Regions from separate parts of the Mus musculus genome. Here all the other regions are linked to region 3. A link is a contact called in public Hi-C and HiChIP or PLAC-seq data. All regions are on one chromosome and are shown on one strand. Each heading gives the region's core, a stretch centred on a gene start, on an enhancer-like site or on the middle of the called end of the contact. The rest is flanking DNA. Distances are from core to core; before and after follow the strand shown. Region 1 overlaps Phf21a (PHD finger protein 21A). Region 2 overlaps Phf21a (PHD finger protein 21A). Region 3 overlaps Creb3l1 (cAMP responsive element binding protein 3-like 1).

Region 1 (4,694 bases), core at 136-2,635, 310 kb before region 3:
GGGTCATTTGATACTATACTGCATTTTTTTCTGGCCTAGATAACATTTCCCTAAACAGTAGAGAGAAAGAAAACCAAGAACAATGGCAGCAGACTTTGCTGTTTGCCGACTTTTACCATCTCCTTGACCAGTAACTTGTCGGAGGCCCACACCCAGCACAGAGAGTGGCAGCTCATTTAATAACCCACACCTTCTGAAGTAGCACTGCAACCTCTGCAAGTTACCACTGTCCAAACTTCCTCCACTTAAAAATTTACGTTTTGAGCCTGACAGTTAGTTGGTGGTGCATAGCTTTAATCCCAGCACTTGGGAGACAAAGGCAGGCTGATCTACAGAGTGAGTTCCAGGATAGCCAGGGTTACACAGAGAAACCCTGTCTCAAACAATAAAGCACAACAAAAAAATTATATTTTAAAATTCCTTTACAAACTAGTGAGTTTCCATGTATTCTTGGTTTTGGCTATCTTCCACATTCTCTTCCCACTCTTTGCCCTCCTTTCCTCCCTCCCTCCCTCCCTCCCTCTACACTCTCACTTAAATCTTTAACCCTGAACATTATTCTCTTCTTTTGTTACACATGCATCCTACCATCTCCTCCTGTCAATTACTGTTAACTGGGTTGTAAGATGGTAGTTTCCATGTGAACTTTTCACACACTCTGCATTTTAGTTAACCCTTGCCCTTCTGTGTCTCCCAGCCTCTCCTGCCCCCTCCCCTCTGTGCCTACCATAATGGGATAGTAAGACCCTATCACTGAAAACGTCATACATTTTGGCTGCACGACAGAGGACTCTATCCCAAAGTGACTAGGAAACTTACTTCCTGCTGGCTAGCTTTCACAGTGCCAGAAGGTGCTATGTAGGCAACTAGTGGCCAAAAGGTCACCAATGGTCTTACCCAGTACTGGACCCCGCATGAGACAATACTAAACTGTCAGACAAGATGTGTTCTTAAGTGCAACAGTGTCATCCTGTTGGGGGTAACCAATTACTTTTCAATTTGAGGCCTGCTCCACAAGAGGGATTTCATGCCTAATACCATAATCCTCATCAAAAGCCCATGCCGGGAAGGTCGCAGGCCTGAGGTAGTAACCTACTATTGTTATTTTGCTAAATGATCATATTGTCAAACTGTTTTCTAAATATTTGTTTATTTTCATAGATCTGCCCTGTACTACCTTTTGTCAGAAAAAAACGTATTGCAGTGAGCAGTGGTTAACACAGAGATTCAACTGGTCTAAGTGCTGAGAATACGTACTTGTGCATGCTAGACTCAGGGAGCATTGCAGAAGAGGGAGTGAATGTAACCCCTGGATGATGGAAGGAGTGCTGTGGAATGCTACCCTTGGCCTGTCATGGCTGTTGCACTCCTAAAGGCATAGCAACTGCTGATACCTACCCAAGGTCAAGCTAGTCAACAGTCCAGCACGAATAGGGGAGGGGCTCATACCACCCTAACCACAGCTGAAAGCTCTTGTTAACTGTTGGCTGTTGTGAGGAAGAGTCCATTTTCTTCAGGGATGTAGCCTCTCCTAAGATGCCGGTGGCCCTATGGGTCACCCTATGCCCACATGCACACGGACAACTCTAAGTGGGATGAATGAACATGAAGAAAGAGGACATGAAGTGAGGGAGGGATGAGTCAGAATTTAGAGGGAGTTGGCAGGGGAGAAGGGAGGGTTCCGATCATAATATTGCATACTTGTATGAAGTTCTCAAAGAATAAATTAAAAATTAATTTTTAAGAAGTAGACATGTTATCAGTTACTTTATGCCATTTTTTAAATTATTAATTAAATATCCTAATTTATCAAGCCTCTAAACAAAGATTATTCTTGTTTCTAGCCCAGAATCAAAAACTTTTGAGAAATCTAAGAAACTATAGAGTCACTGAGCAATATAACCCCAAAAGGAAAGGGCTGGCCAAGCATAATGGCACATGCTTTTAATCTCAGCACAGTGAGTTTGAGGTCAGCCTGCTGGTCTACACAGTGAGTTCTAGGATAGCCAGGGCTACACAGTGAGACCATGTCTCAAAAAAAAAAAAGAAAGATGGAAGGAAGAAAGGAAAGGAAAGGAAAGGAAAGGAGAGAGAGAGAGAGAGAGAGAGAGAGAGAGAGAGAGAGAGAGAGAGAGAGAAGGGAGGGAGGAAGGGAAGAAGGAATGAATGAAGGAAGGAATATCCTAGTTTGAGAGTTAACTGAAGAAATGATCTTTCAAACAGAAAAACTAAAGCTCTCTATCTCATACTCATAAAGCCTCTTGAGTATTTCTAAGAATTAATAATGGAAGTTTAATAATTCAATGATTAAGTCACCTGGGAACAGGTGTAGCATTAGTCTAAGACATACAACTATTTTTCAAATGTCAGCATTCTATAAATACAGCTGACATTACAGTGTACAGAGCATTTCTTTGGTACATTACATTGCCTCTGCCTTGTAAAAATCCTGGAGAGGTTTACTTTGCAGAAGAGTAAAGTGAAGCTCACATAGATTAGTGACTTGGGTAAACGGCAGAACCAGGACACAAACCTTTGTTTCCTACTTGAATGCCCACACTGCTTTACACCATTGGGAATGTTGGTATGAATACATCTGGAGGACCTGGGGGGGGGGGTCTCATCTGCTGATAACTCACAGCACTACAACTCAACAATAATCACAACCCAACACTCTGAAGACTCTTCTTAGCTTCAGAAATAGACGGTTTTCATGATTCAGCATGCAAAGCCATAGCCCGTGGCTTTCTTTCCCCTCTTTTGTCCACTCTGGCATCCCCACTGGAGTGGGTTAGGGTTAGATATGCTGAGGCAGAATTGCTGGGGCACAGAGCAATGAAAGCAGTGAGACTGAGTGCTGTGACTCTCTAACATGGACAACCCAGCTCACAACCCAGCTCATAGTTCCTCTGGGTAAAAATGTTCTCATTCTCTCTAGAATCTCCCAAGAAAGCCCTGAGCTATACTTCATTATTCCTAGACATCCCCAGAACTGGAGCTTCCTTCTTCCCTCTGGAGTGTGGGCTCTGGAGGGCAAGAATGAACTCTTCTAATTAACTTCTTCAGGTCTCAGCCTGCTGAGTGGTAGGGCGTTTATAAGACTTCCACAGCTCAACTGTGGAAATAAGAATGGCAGTTTCTAACATATCTTCAGGCTCCAGGATTTCAGGATTTCAAGACAGTTCTCACTTGGTACCAATCAAAGCCTCTCCTTTCTGAATTCATGAGGTCTATTCTCAAATCAGAATAGAGGTGGGGATAGCTTTGGAATGGTTTTAGTTCTTGTACTGGATATAGAGCCCGGGCCTTTGACACTGTGAGCAAGTGCTCCAATTAGCAAGCTATACCACTAGCTCTGGAGCAGTGTTTATTTACTAACTACAAAGCAGTACCTCAAATCTTGCCTTGCTTTATTTTAACTTTAAAATTGTGCATGCAAAATACCAAAACAAAAAGGAAGAAGAGGGTCTTGTAAATTAGGTATAATAATTTCAGAACACTATGTACAAAAAGCTGAAACAAAGTGCCCACTCAAGGTCTCTCACTCCATCATGTCCTCACAGTCTCCCTGCTCCTGTCCAGGTGGGACCTGGGGTAAACTACCGTGTGCCCTCACATTCCTTCCTTTTGACTGGACAGTCCCACTCCTGAGCCACTTACCACTGCTGGAAAGAACCCTTGATCCCCAACCAGAGGCTCCTCCCTCTTCCCTTCCTTCCACTCTTAGAGTTCATTGGTCCATTTCTCTTGGAACTCTTCAAACCGGATGCTTTTCAAGTTTCTGCCCTCACCTTCTCCCGTGCCCCACTTTATCTACTCACTCCCAGGTAACTACATTACATTTCAACTCTAGAGTTATTCTCATCATAGACTATGGCAGATGACATAACTTGGATAAGATTCTAGTTCTCGTCACAGGATGCATGGGGCAGACAGTTATTTAACTTTATTCAATTTACTCACTTCTTTGTATTTAATTTTTATTTTATATGCATGAGATTTTGTCTGAATGTATGTGTATCATAAACCATCTTCAGAAGCCAGAAGAGGGCATCAGAAGTGGAATTTCAGACAGTTGTGAGCTGTCATGTGGGTGCTGGAAATCAAGCCTGCGTTGTCTGTAAGAGTAGTAAGTACCCTTAACTGCTGAGCCATCTCTCCAGCCCCTACCCACTTCTTATATGGAGATACAAGTTGAGCATCCTTATCTAAAATGTTTGGTTCCAGAGATATTTCATATGTCAGAGTTTTGGCATTTTGGAATATGTGCATAGAATTTACTTGATGAATAGCTCTAATCTAAAAAACCTAAAATCTAAAATCCTCTATGTGGCACACTGCTCCTCAAGTTTCAGGTTTTGGAATGTTCCAGATTTGGTGTTTTCAAACTGAGGTGCTCCACTTTAGAAGTGCCTGTCTCACAGAAGAGGAACTACAGAAAGGGCAGCACATGGCCAAGAGCTTCACAGACCCAACAAAGTTTGCACCTCCAGCCCTGGTCGCTCCTGCACACTAGCCTCACATTCCTACCACATATAACACTGACACCTCCAATCCGGCCTGCTCAGAACTTCATACAATTCCCCATCTCAACAATGCTCCAGTGTGAGGCATGTTTATCTCCTCATCCCTCACACAGATACTTCTGACAGTCCTGGCAGTGCCTTGTACTTCTGATCCACTCCACAATTCAG
Region 2 (4,538 bases), core at 568-3,067, 270 kb before region 3:
GATACAGGAACATGCCATTGGCTGGTAAGCTCAAGAAGAGAAGCCCTATCAGCTGTGTTCCAGAGCTGTGCATAATGGCTACGCAAAATACACATTCCATACGTATACCTGAATCAATGAACAGTGAAAGATCACACTTCACTTTTAGTAGCAACTTGTAGTAATACAGTAGGGCTCCCTTAACCAGTAAGTAATGATCTAGTGGGGGAAAAAAGCCACATATATCAAGGATTCATAAAAAAAATTGATAAACATACCCAAGTACTTCATTTTAATTTAAATGAACCTTTGTTTCTTGCAGTACAGGACCAGACCCCTGGAGTAAAGAGCTCTATGGGTAAGAGTGCAGAATGTTTCTTATAAGCTATAACTGTGACAGTAGCATTCTTGAACATTTCCATTTTTAACTTTTAAAGTATGGCAAGAACTTAAAATATATATGTATGGCTGGGAGGCAGAGGCAGGTGGATTTCTGAGTTCAAGGCCAGCCTGATGTACAAAGTGAGTTCCAGGACAGCCAGGGTTACACAGAGAAACCCTGTCTCAAACCCCCCTCCAAAAAAAAAATTTAGTGTGTGGGTTGGTGAGATGGTTCAGCAGTTAAGAGCATTTGAATGATCTTAAGCTAGTCTCCCAGAGGAACTGGATTAGATTCTCAGCCCAGCAGGGCAACTTATAACTGACTGTAACTCTAGTTCCAAGGGGTTCTGTGTCCCTTCTGGCCTTTTGTGGGCACCAAACATGCACCTGGAATATAGATATACATGCAGACAGAACACACATACACATAAAATAATTTTAAGACAAAAATTAGGGTATATTAATTATATAAAGCAATGTGGTTTATAACCATATAAGTATCATTATGATACTTTCATATATGAAATTAATATACTTTGAAACACTCATCCCAAAGCATTCGATATGGTTTTCATGGAAACAACTTAGTTTTCCTAAGTCTACATGATTATACTATAACATACAAGAACAGGAGCAAATGATATATACAGGTTTCAAAACAAACCCAACTTACACTTAATTCCATTCTGGTGGAGAAAAAAAAAATCTGTTGAGTTCCAATACTCAGCCCAGAAAATCAGCTCTGTTGAAAGCACTTCGCCAATATCTCTCAGCCAAGAGAAGACTCTCCCCTTTCTGGTTACCAGAGAGAATCTGATTCCACACTTATTTTAATTGTTTATATACCCATATCCCTGAAGAGCTCAGGGAAACCTTTCAAGACACATACAACAAGGCTGAAATAACTCAAGAAATAGGCTTTCATTCCACAGGTGCTGAGCTCCAGTGCATCAATAAACAAAATGGGCAAAATCTCAGACCTCAGTAGATTTACATTTTAAATGTATCAGTTTAAGGGTAAAGGGTAAACACTATCAAATGCTGTGGCCTAGATTACATTCTCCATCTAGAAAAGAAACTGATTGCAATGTATATGCCTTTTCTAACCTGTGAACTCCCAGTAACATCTTAACCAAATGTAGCAGCCATCAAGCTTTTCCTCAGAAAGATGCTTAAGTTGCTCTAAAGGCCTGTGACAGGTGGGAGCCTTGCTTGGGTTAGTATGTACCTAGAAGATAAATAGAGTACAGCTTTGGATATGTCTGTGATGGCACTTTCAGAGACGATTAGATTATAACAGCTCTAAACTAATCCATGGCCAATTCTATGATGGATCCATAACACAACTGCATATTGAGACACTAGAGAATAAACAAGTTTCTGGGGATGTGCCCTTATCTTGACTGGCCCTGCTCACATTTCCCCTTTTTTACATGTCTGTCACGAGGTAAACAGCTTCTGTGCCCCAGCTCCAATGGTCATGACATTCTGTCTAAGCACATGGGCTCTGACACCATACCTAAAATGAATAAGACCTCTCATAAGTATTTTGGTTCCAGTAATGAAAAAGAATTAAAGTAACAGTTTAGGGTAGTTGCTAGCCATAGCAACCTAACTAAGTATGGTTAGACTTTGTTTCAAAATAATACACAGAGCTTAAGTTAGACTTTATTTCAAAATAATAACAGAGCTTAGGTTAGACTTTGTTTCAAAATAATACACAGAGCTTAGGTTAGATTTAGTGGTTAAAAGCACTGGTTGTTCTTGCAGAGACCTGGGATTCATTCCCTGAACCTATGTGGCAGCTCACACATGCATATAACTACAGATCCAGGGGATCTAGTGCCTTTTTCTGGCCTTTGTGGTCATTGGGTATGCATGTGGTACACATTTGTACATGCAGGCAAAGGACCCATATATGTAACATTAAAGTTTTTACTATAAAAAATTACAAATGCCTTGAGAACCAACTCTCTTCTTATATATCTTTATTCTTTCACAAAATAACTTTCAATTCTTCTGGGAACTTCTTTCAGATATTTATTTCCTATATATTCATAGATATTACATTCATATATATTATCTGCATACACAGTGTATGCACTACAGTGTTCTACTACTCTTCCTCCTACCCTAAGCCCATCAGGCGAACTGTAACTTCTAGCTAAACTAGTAGTGAATGTTTATAATACTAGAATTATTTATGCAACAGTGCTTGGTAGGGTAATTAATGCCTTACAATTACACATATATTCTGGCACATTTTGTTACTCCTGGACCTAAAATCTGCCTCATTTGATCATTTACCTGGTTTTCTCTATTCCCGTCTTCATTCTTCCCCATGCACCCTAAAGAAGCTACAAAAAGTTAAATAATGGCTCAAAACATCCCTATTTAGCCTCCTCTTCGTCCTGCCTGTTTAGCATCCTCCTTCTCCTTCATCTTCCTTGTTACATCTTTCCTAAGTTCTTCTATCCTCCTGGCCAACCTGATGTTGTTAACTAAGACTTTTGTTTTGTTTTGTTATTCCAGACAACATTTTTCTATGTAGCCCTGGCTATTTTAGAACTCATCCTGTAGACCAGGCTGGTCTTGAACTCACAGAGATCCGTCTGCCTCTGCCTCCTGAGACTGGGACTAAAGATGAGTGCCACCACCACCACCACCACCACCACCTGGCTTGGTTTCTATGACTTTTGTGTAACAGTCATCCAGATTTACCTTCCATCAAACATATTCTGTCATCCTTTTTGTACTGAATTTTCTGGATACCTATCTTCATCTTCTTGGTTTAATTTCTTATTTTGATAAAAAAAAAAAAAAAACACCCTCAAAGCTGATATATGAGAGTTACATCTTGTGATCTTCCATTTTTAAAACTACCTTTCCTCTACCCCCAGACATGATCAAGAGATGGTTTTGATACAGAATCCTACTTGGTTTTCAGAACCATCCTCATCCTCTCAGTAAATCCTAGTTCCTGGGTTTCAACGTGGTCTGATGACCAATCTGCCATTTGCAAATGGTTTCCTCTTCTTCTAAGGCAGCTTAGGCATTCTGTTCCTGATTTTACTGTTTTACAAAGATCTGCCTTGGTATAACAGGGGGGTACTTTTTTTCTATTCATAGCACTAGGCGATAAAGTAGAGTACATATATCATATTATATGCCCTTCAGTGGTGGTGAAATTCCTTGTCCTCTAGAGGCTGGGTCCTTAGTCACGGAATTATTTTCTCTTCTCCATTTTCATCCAGTCTCTAGTTTCAAAATGTCTATTAGTTCAAGCATGGGGCCCTGTGAGTTGATCCACATCAACATTCCTCTCTTTTGTTGATTAAAGTCTCTTCCATCTCTTTACAGGATGATGGCTTTAATTTCCTTTCCCAAGCTTTCTGTGAACAAACTTCTTTTTTTTCTTCATTGTTCCACTGTCCCAGCATCCCATGCACTCTCTCTTCTGATACAAGAGTCTAAGCTTTTGGTTCCCTTGCAGTACCTCTCCCAAATCTTCATGTGCCTTATTGTTGGGCTAATGGCAATGCCTGACAGTTAAGATTTAAGAATGAAGTATAAAAGATTCCTAGTGACTAGCTTTCGCTGATGCTTCCTGGTGGGAATACAAAATGGCAAGCCACCTTGGAAAGCATTTGGGCATCTATTAAAAAGTTTAAAATGGCCTAAAGAGACGCCTCAGTGGTTAGGAGCACTGGCTGTTCCTCTAGAGGACCCAGCTTTAGTTCCCAGCACCCAGGTGGCAGATGACAACCATCTGTAACTCTGCCCAGTTCCAAGGATCCCTATACTGGGTCCTGGCTCTAAGTCTTCTTCTGGCTCCTAGGGTACTAGGCCAAGCATGATTATTATTGTGTAACAGCTTTCTTCCATACTGAAACATTCCATCCTACAGGGCACCTCCTTAAGCAGGAAAGTAAATAACTCAAAAGAACTTTAGGAAATCCCTGAAGCTAACCAGATTCACTAGGCCTTCCCAGCCAGAGTAAAGCAATACAAGCTGAGAGTTCCTCTCAAACAACATGAAGCAGAGATGCAAGGAAGATTCTGAGAGGAGACCAACTACCTGGAAGAAGCCAGCCAAGCTGCCTGGAAGAGTCACTAGAAATTGACACTCTCCAAACTGTTGAGCTTTCTGTATGCTGTGCCTTGTGCTCCAGGTTCCC
Region 3 (4,333 bases), core at 387-2,886:
CCGACTAATAATAGACTGCTCTGTCTACTACTAGGTGGCAGCCTTGTGCTTCGTTCTGGTGCTGGGCTCCCTTGTGCCCTGCCTTCCTGCATTCTCTTCCGGCTCAATGACTGTGAAAGAAGACCCTATCGCAGCTGACAGTGTCTATGCAGCCAGTCAGAGTAAGTACCTCCAAACTCTGGGTGTTAGCCAGTTACTAGAGAGAAGCCATATCAGCTGCACTCACACCTTTAATCCCAGCACTCTGGAGGCAGAGGCAGGTGGATCTATGAGTTCAAGACCAGCCCAGTCTACATGAGGAGTTCCAGACCAGCCAGGGATACATTAGTGAGACCCTGTCTCCAAAAAGTCTGGAGTGCTGGAGAGATAGATGGCTTGGTACTGGCTGCTCTTTTAGAGGACCCATGTTTGGTGCCTAACCACCCATATGGTGGCTCACAGCCACCTGCAACTCCAGTTCCAGGGGATGAGATGCCAAATTCTTGTCACCGAAGGCACCAAGCACCCAGGTAGTACACAGACACAATGGCAGGCAAAGCATTCATACACATTAAAAAAATTAAAAATAAATATTTATAAGAGATTTGGGTTGGCATTATCTCATTCTATACTCTTTTTTTAAAGATTTATTTATTATTATATGTAAGTACACTGTAGCTGTCTTCAGCCACACCAGAAAAGGGTATCAGATCCCATTACAGATGGTTGTGAGCCACCGTGTGGATGCTGGGAATTGAACTCAGGACCTCTGGAAGAGCAGTCAGTGCTCTTACCTGCTGAGCCATCTCTCCAGCCTGAGGACCAGATTCTTTGCCTCTCTGAGATCCTTTGGCGCAGCGATGTGGAGAGGGCAGACTTAGTGGGCGGCAGAGTGTTCTAGGGACAGCAAGTGAGTGTCAGTCTTCAGTCATTTCTGATGTGACAGTGTTAAGAAAGCCGCTGAGGCACAGGGGACCTGCAGCAGGTGTCAGGACTCTGCTGGGAGTGCCTACCCCTGGGGAGCATGGTAGTTGTGATGTGGGTGCCACCCCAATGGAGTGCGGTGTGGTTCATTTCAGAATCAGTCACAGCCGGCTCTGCATTTGCTAGTTGTGTGAGCCAGGGTGCACATCTTGGCTTCATGTTGATTTCTAGACTCCAGAAACTGCCATCCTTACAGTGAGCATATACCTTGCCTTCTGGAATAGCTCCTGACATGAGGGGAAAGACAGGCCACGAACAGCAAGAGTATAGGGAACAGCAAAGATTAGCATGGCTTTCAGAGGTAGAGGCCACTTCCGGTAGACCCATGGAAGAACTTCTAGGCCATCCTTCATATGCCAGGGACATGAATCTTACGTGGCTGAAGAGAAAGAGGAAACAGATGAGAGGTCAGAGAGAGGGGAGAGCAGGGAGTGTATGGAGAGGAGGGGTACTGCGGGGGTGGGGGTGGGGGCGGTGAGCAAGGCTGAGAGGCTAGAAGGGAGGACAGGAGCTGGGAGCTGGGAGGAGAACTGAGAGGAGAGGGGCTGCGATGGAGCGGTGGGGTGGGGCTGGCGCGGGGGCGGGGCGGGGCGGGCCAAGGCTATCAAGGACAGAGGAGAGGAAGCAGACACAGAAGAGGAGGGGCTGTGCTAAAGTACAAACCCCAGGGAGGGGGAGGGAGGACATGAATGAGCCTCTGGAGGGAGTGAAGCACAGGGCAGGGCAGAGGGCACGTCTGAGGAAGGAGGTGGCTTGTTGAGCGGGCTGGTTTCCGGACTGCAGCTTCACACAATGCCAGGGGCCGCCTTTTCCATAGATTCTCATAGATTAAACCCTGCAGGGGAAGCTGGGAGGCAGGCAGCAGACTGGAGCCAGGAAGCCAATTTACGGGGACCCTTGATGATGAGCTCTGGGAAGCGGGGCTTAAAGCACCTCATTCCCAGGGCTTCGTGTGAGATTTAATTGGCTTTAAGCTAAGGGCTTTATATAAAGCCTGGCACGGGTGTCCAACAAACATTCTTTTTTTTTTTTCTCTCCCCTTGACTTCCCAGAGGAACTAGCCTAGAAGAGAAAAGAAAAGGGTTTCCTTAATTCTCCCAGGAAGTAAGTGGCACGGGAGGATTCGAACCCAGCTCTCAGCAGGTCCTGTCAGTGTGATCCTAGCTTCTTAGGTCAAGGCCTAAAGAGCGTAGGTGTAAGGCTTACACGGGCTACAAAATTAATTAATGGCCTGCCTGAGCAACTTAGTGAGACCCCCCCCCGTCTCAATATAAACGAGAGAGAGAGAGAGAGAGAGAGAGAGAGAGAGAGAGAGAGAGAGAGAGAGAGAGAGAGAGTCTTGACCTAGCTATTACGAAGTTCTGGGTTCAGTCCTTAATATAAGGAGGGAAAAGTCCCAGTTCCCAGTAAGCAAACCATTATTGTCTTGCTCAGAAGTGCTACATTTTTGTGAGCTCCGAGCGGGGCGTGGTGGCGCACGCCTTTAATTCCAGCACTTAGGAGGCAAAGGCAGGCAGATTTCTGAGTTTGAGGCCAGCCTGGTCTACAGAGTGAGTTCCAGGACAGCCAGGGCTACACAGAGAAACCCTGTCTCGAAAAGCAAAAAAACAAAAACAAAAACAAAAACAAAAAGCAGCACAGCTTCAATTGTTATACTGCGTTTACTCATTGAATCCTTGAATCTCCGTGAGGTTGGTTATACTATCCCCATTTTACAGATCAACAAACTGATGCCCAGCAAAATCAGAGCAGAGTGTGTGACTAGCCTAAAATCACATAGCCAGGGATCCTCAGGGCTAGGAGGAGGAGTCAAGCCTGTAAGATGTCAGAGGCTGTACTCTTCATGCCCGGCAAGTGAATGAAGCAGATCCGGCAGAGGGCACATACCTGAGGGGCCTCCGTGGCTCACCCTGGTTTTCTCCACAGTGCCTTCCCGAAGCCTACTGTTCTACGATGATGGGGCAGGCTCATGGGAAGATGGCCGAGGTGCTCTACTGCCTGTGGAGCCCCCAGAAGGCTGGGAGCTCAAACCCGGGGGTCCAGCAGAGCAGAGGCCCCAGGACCACCTCCGACATGACCGTGCAGACAGCATCCATGAGACCACCAAGTACTTGAGAGAGACCTGGCCAGAGGACACTGATGACAACGGCACCAGCCCCAACTTCTCCCACCCCAAGGAGTGGTTCCATGACAGGTGAGCAGAGGGACAGCCTTCCCTTCCCAGGGTCCCAGGCTGTGCCTCCCTCAGCCACATCTTCCCAGGGGGAGGGGGCCCTGGTCAAGTCCTGGCTCACAGTTGAATGACGGGTACCCCAGGGCAGATTCATCCCTGGATCTTCTTCTCTCCCCAGGGATCTGGGCCCCAACACCACCATCAAACTCTCCTAGGCCACTCCAAGACCCAGGACACAGGACGGACACCCTGGCACCCAGAAGAGGCGTTCTCTTGCTCGATGACCCAGATCCAGCTCATACCCCTGCCCCCCGGGTCCCTGTAGTAGCTGGGGACGCTCTATGTCCCCAGACACTTGGACTGCTCCCCTGGGCTGACCACTCCGTTCCCACCTTTCCCTCCTACCACTATCCGTCCTCCTCCGATAAACCACTCACTGGGCTACCCGTTTCCTTCCCATAGTGACCAACGCAACCACTGTTCCTGGCCCCCTCATACACAAACACACAAGCAGACATACACACACAAACACACACCCCCATCTCCTACTGTACAGAGACCAAGAACAGAAATCGTTTGTAAATAATGAACCTTATTTTTTATTATTGTCAATCCCCTAAGATATTGTATTTTACAAATCTCCCTCCCGTCACCTCTCCCTTATTTTGTATTTTATGAAGTTAGTGCGGGCTTTGCTACCCCTTGGCCTGGGGAAGAGGGACACCCCACCCTCACCAGGCCTCTCCCTGCCGCTGCCCAAGCTGCTGGGCCTTTTTAATTTGCCAAACTGCTCCTCCACCAGCTCAGCACATGCTTTAAGAAGGCAAAATTAAAAAAAAAAAAAAGATTCAGCATCAACCTTGACTCTGTGTGTCCTTTGTGAGGGCCTGGGAATGAGGAGATGGGGAGCTTTAGCTTGTATTTGGGGGGGGGGAGGCATGAGAGGGTGCCTGGTGAGAAAGCCTTTCTGTCTGGAGACATTTGTCCAGCTAGTCACCAAATCTGGACTGGATAACTCAAATACAATGCCCGGAATCAAACTGAAAATTTAAAAAACAAAAAACAATTTGATAGAGTGTTATACATCTGTAGTCTCAGCCAAGATGGGAGAAAGAGACAGGAGAACCTCATGGAAGCTCAGCTCACGGGCTAGCTGCCTACAGCAGAGAAAAGAGACCCTATGTCACAAGATGGAAG

Evidence for each region. A called contact is a pair of places that touch in the nucleus more often than the background predicts. HiChIP or PLAC-seq counts read pairs in DNA pulled down with a chosen protein or histone mark.
Region 1: a Hi-C map of Sertoli cells shows a contact between it and region 3, with 3 times the contacts expected there. The contact joins two enhancer-like sites. A contact is called at or near these places in 7 of 39 promoter capture datasets (3T3-L1-derived adipocytes, the C10 cell line, cranial neural crest and 4 more), 2 of 15 datasets of contacts at CTCF or cohesin (the NIH/3T3 cell line and large pre-B cells), 9 of 484 Hi-C or Micro-C datasets (3T3-L1-derived adipocytes, the Ba/F3 cell line, the C10 cell line and 6 more), 5 of 115 datasets of contacts at active chromatin or transcription factors (craniofacial prominence, embryonic basal ganglia, embryonic stem cells and 1 more) and 1 of 9 other capture datasets (embryonic stem cells).
Region 2: an H3K27ac HiChIP or PLAC-seq map of microglia shows a contact between it and region 3, with 5 times the contacts expected there. The contact joins two enhancer-like sites. A contact is called at or near these places in 6 of 39 promoter capture datasets (the 3T3-L1 cell line, HPC-7-derived erythroid cells, cranial neural crest and 2 more), 2 of 484 Hi-C or Micro-C datasets (the AtT-20 cell line and ganglionic eminence), 2 of 115 datasets of contacts at active chromatin or transcription factors (bone marrow-derived macrophages and microglia) and 2 of 9 other capture datasets (embryonic stem cells and liver).

The regions. Positions count from the first base shown.
Region 1 is chr2:92,288,497-92,293,190 of GRCm38.p6, reverse strand. The region is part of intron 6 of Phf21a (PHD finger protein 21A); the gene reads right to left. Among named protein-coding and RNA genes, the nearest start is that of Large2, 80 kb to the left of the region's middle. Within about 2 kb of position 1,385, at least 5 of the 459 cell types and tissues checked have an H3K27ac peak or open chromatin away from gene starts, as enhancers often do. A contact at or near this core is called in Sertoli cells, where this site is marked.
Region 2 is chr2:92,247,935-92,252,472 of GRCm38.p6, reverse strand. All of the region lies in intron 6 of Phf21a (PHD finger protein 21A), which reads right to left. Among named protein-coding and RNA genes, the nearest start is that of Mir1955, 58 kb to the right of the region's middle. Within about 2 kb of position 1,817, at least 6 of the 459 cell types and tissues checked have an H3K27ac peak or open chromatin away from gene starts, as enhancers often do. A contact at or near this core is called in bone marrow-derived macrophages and microglia, where this site is marked.
Region 3 is chr2:91,981,989-91,986,321 of GRCm38.p6, reverse strand. It overlaps Creb3l1 (cAMP responsive element binding protein 3-like 1), which reads left to right. Exons shown (of 12, transcript NM_011957.2): 10 at 35-161; 11 at 2,890-3,157; 12 at 3,315-3,994. The coding sequence ends at 3,351. Among named protein-coding and RNA genes, the nearest start is that of Dgkz, 34 kb to the right of the region's middle. Within about 2 kb of position 1,636, at least 222 of the 459 cell types and tissues checked have an H3K27ac peak or open chromatin away from gene starts, as enhancers often do. A contact at or near this core is called in Sertoli cells, bone marrow-derived macrophages and microglia, where this site is marked.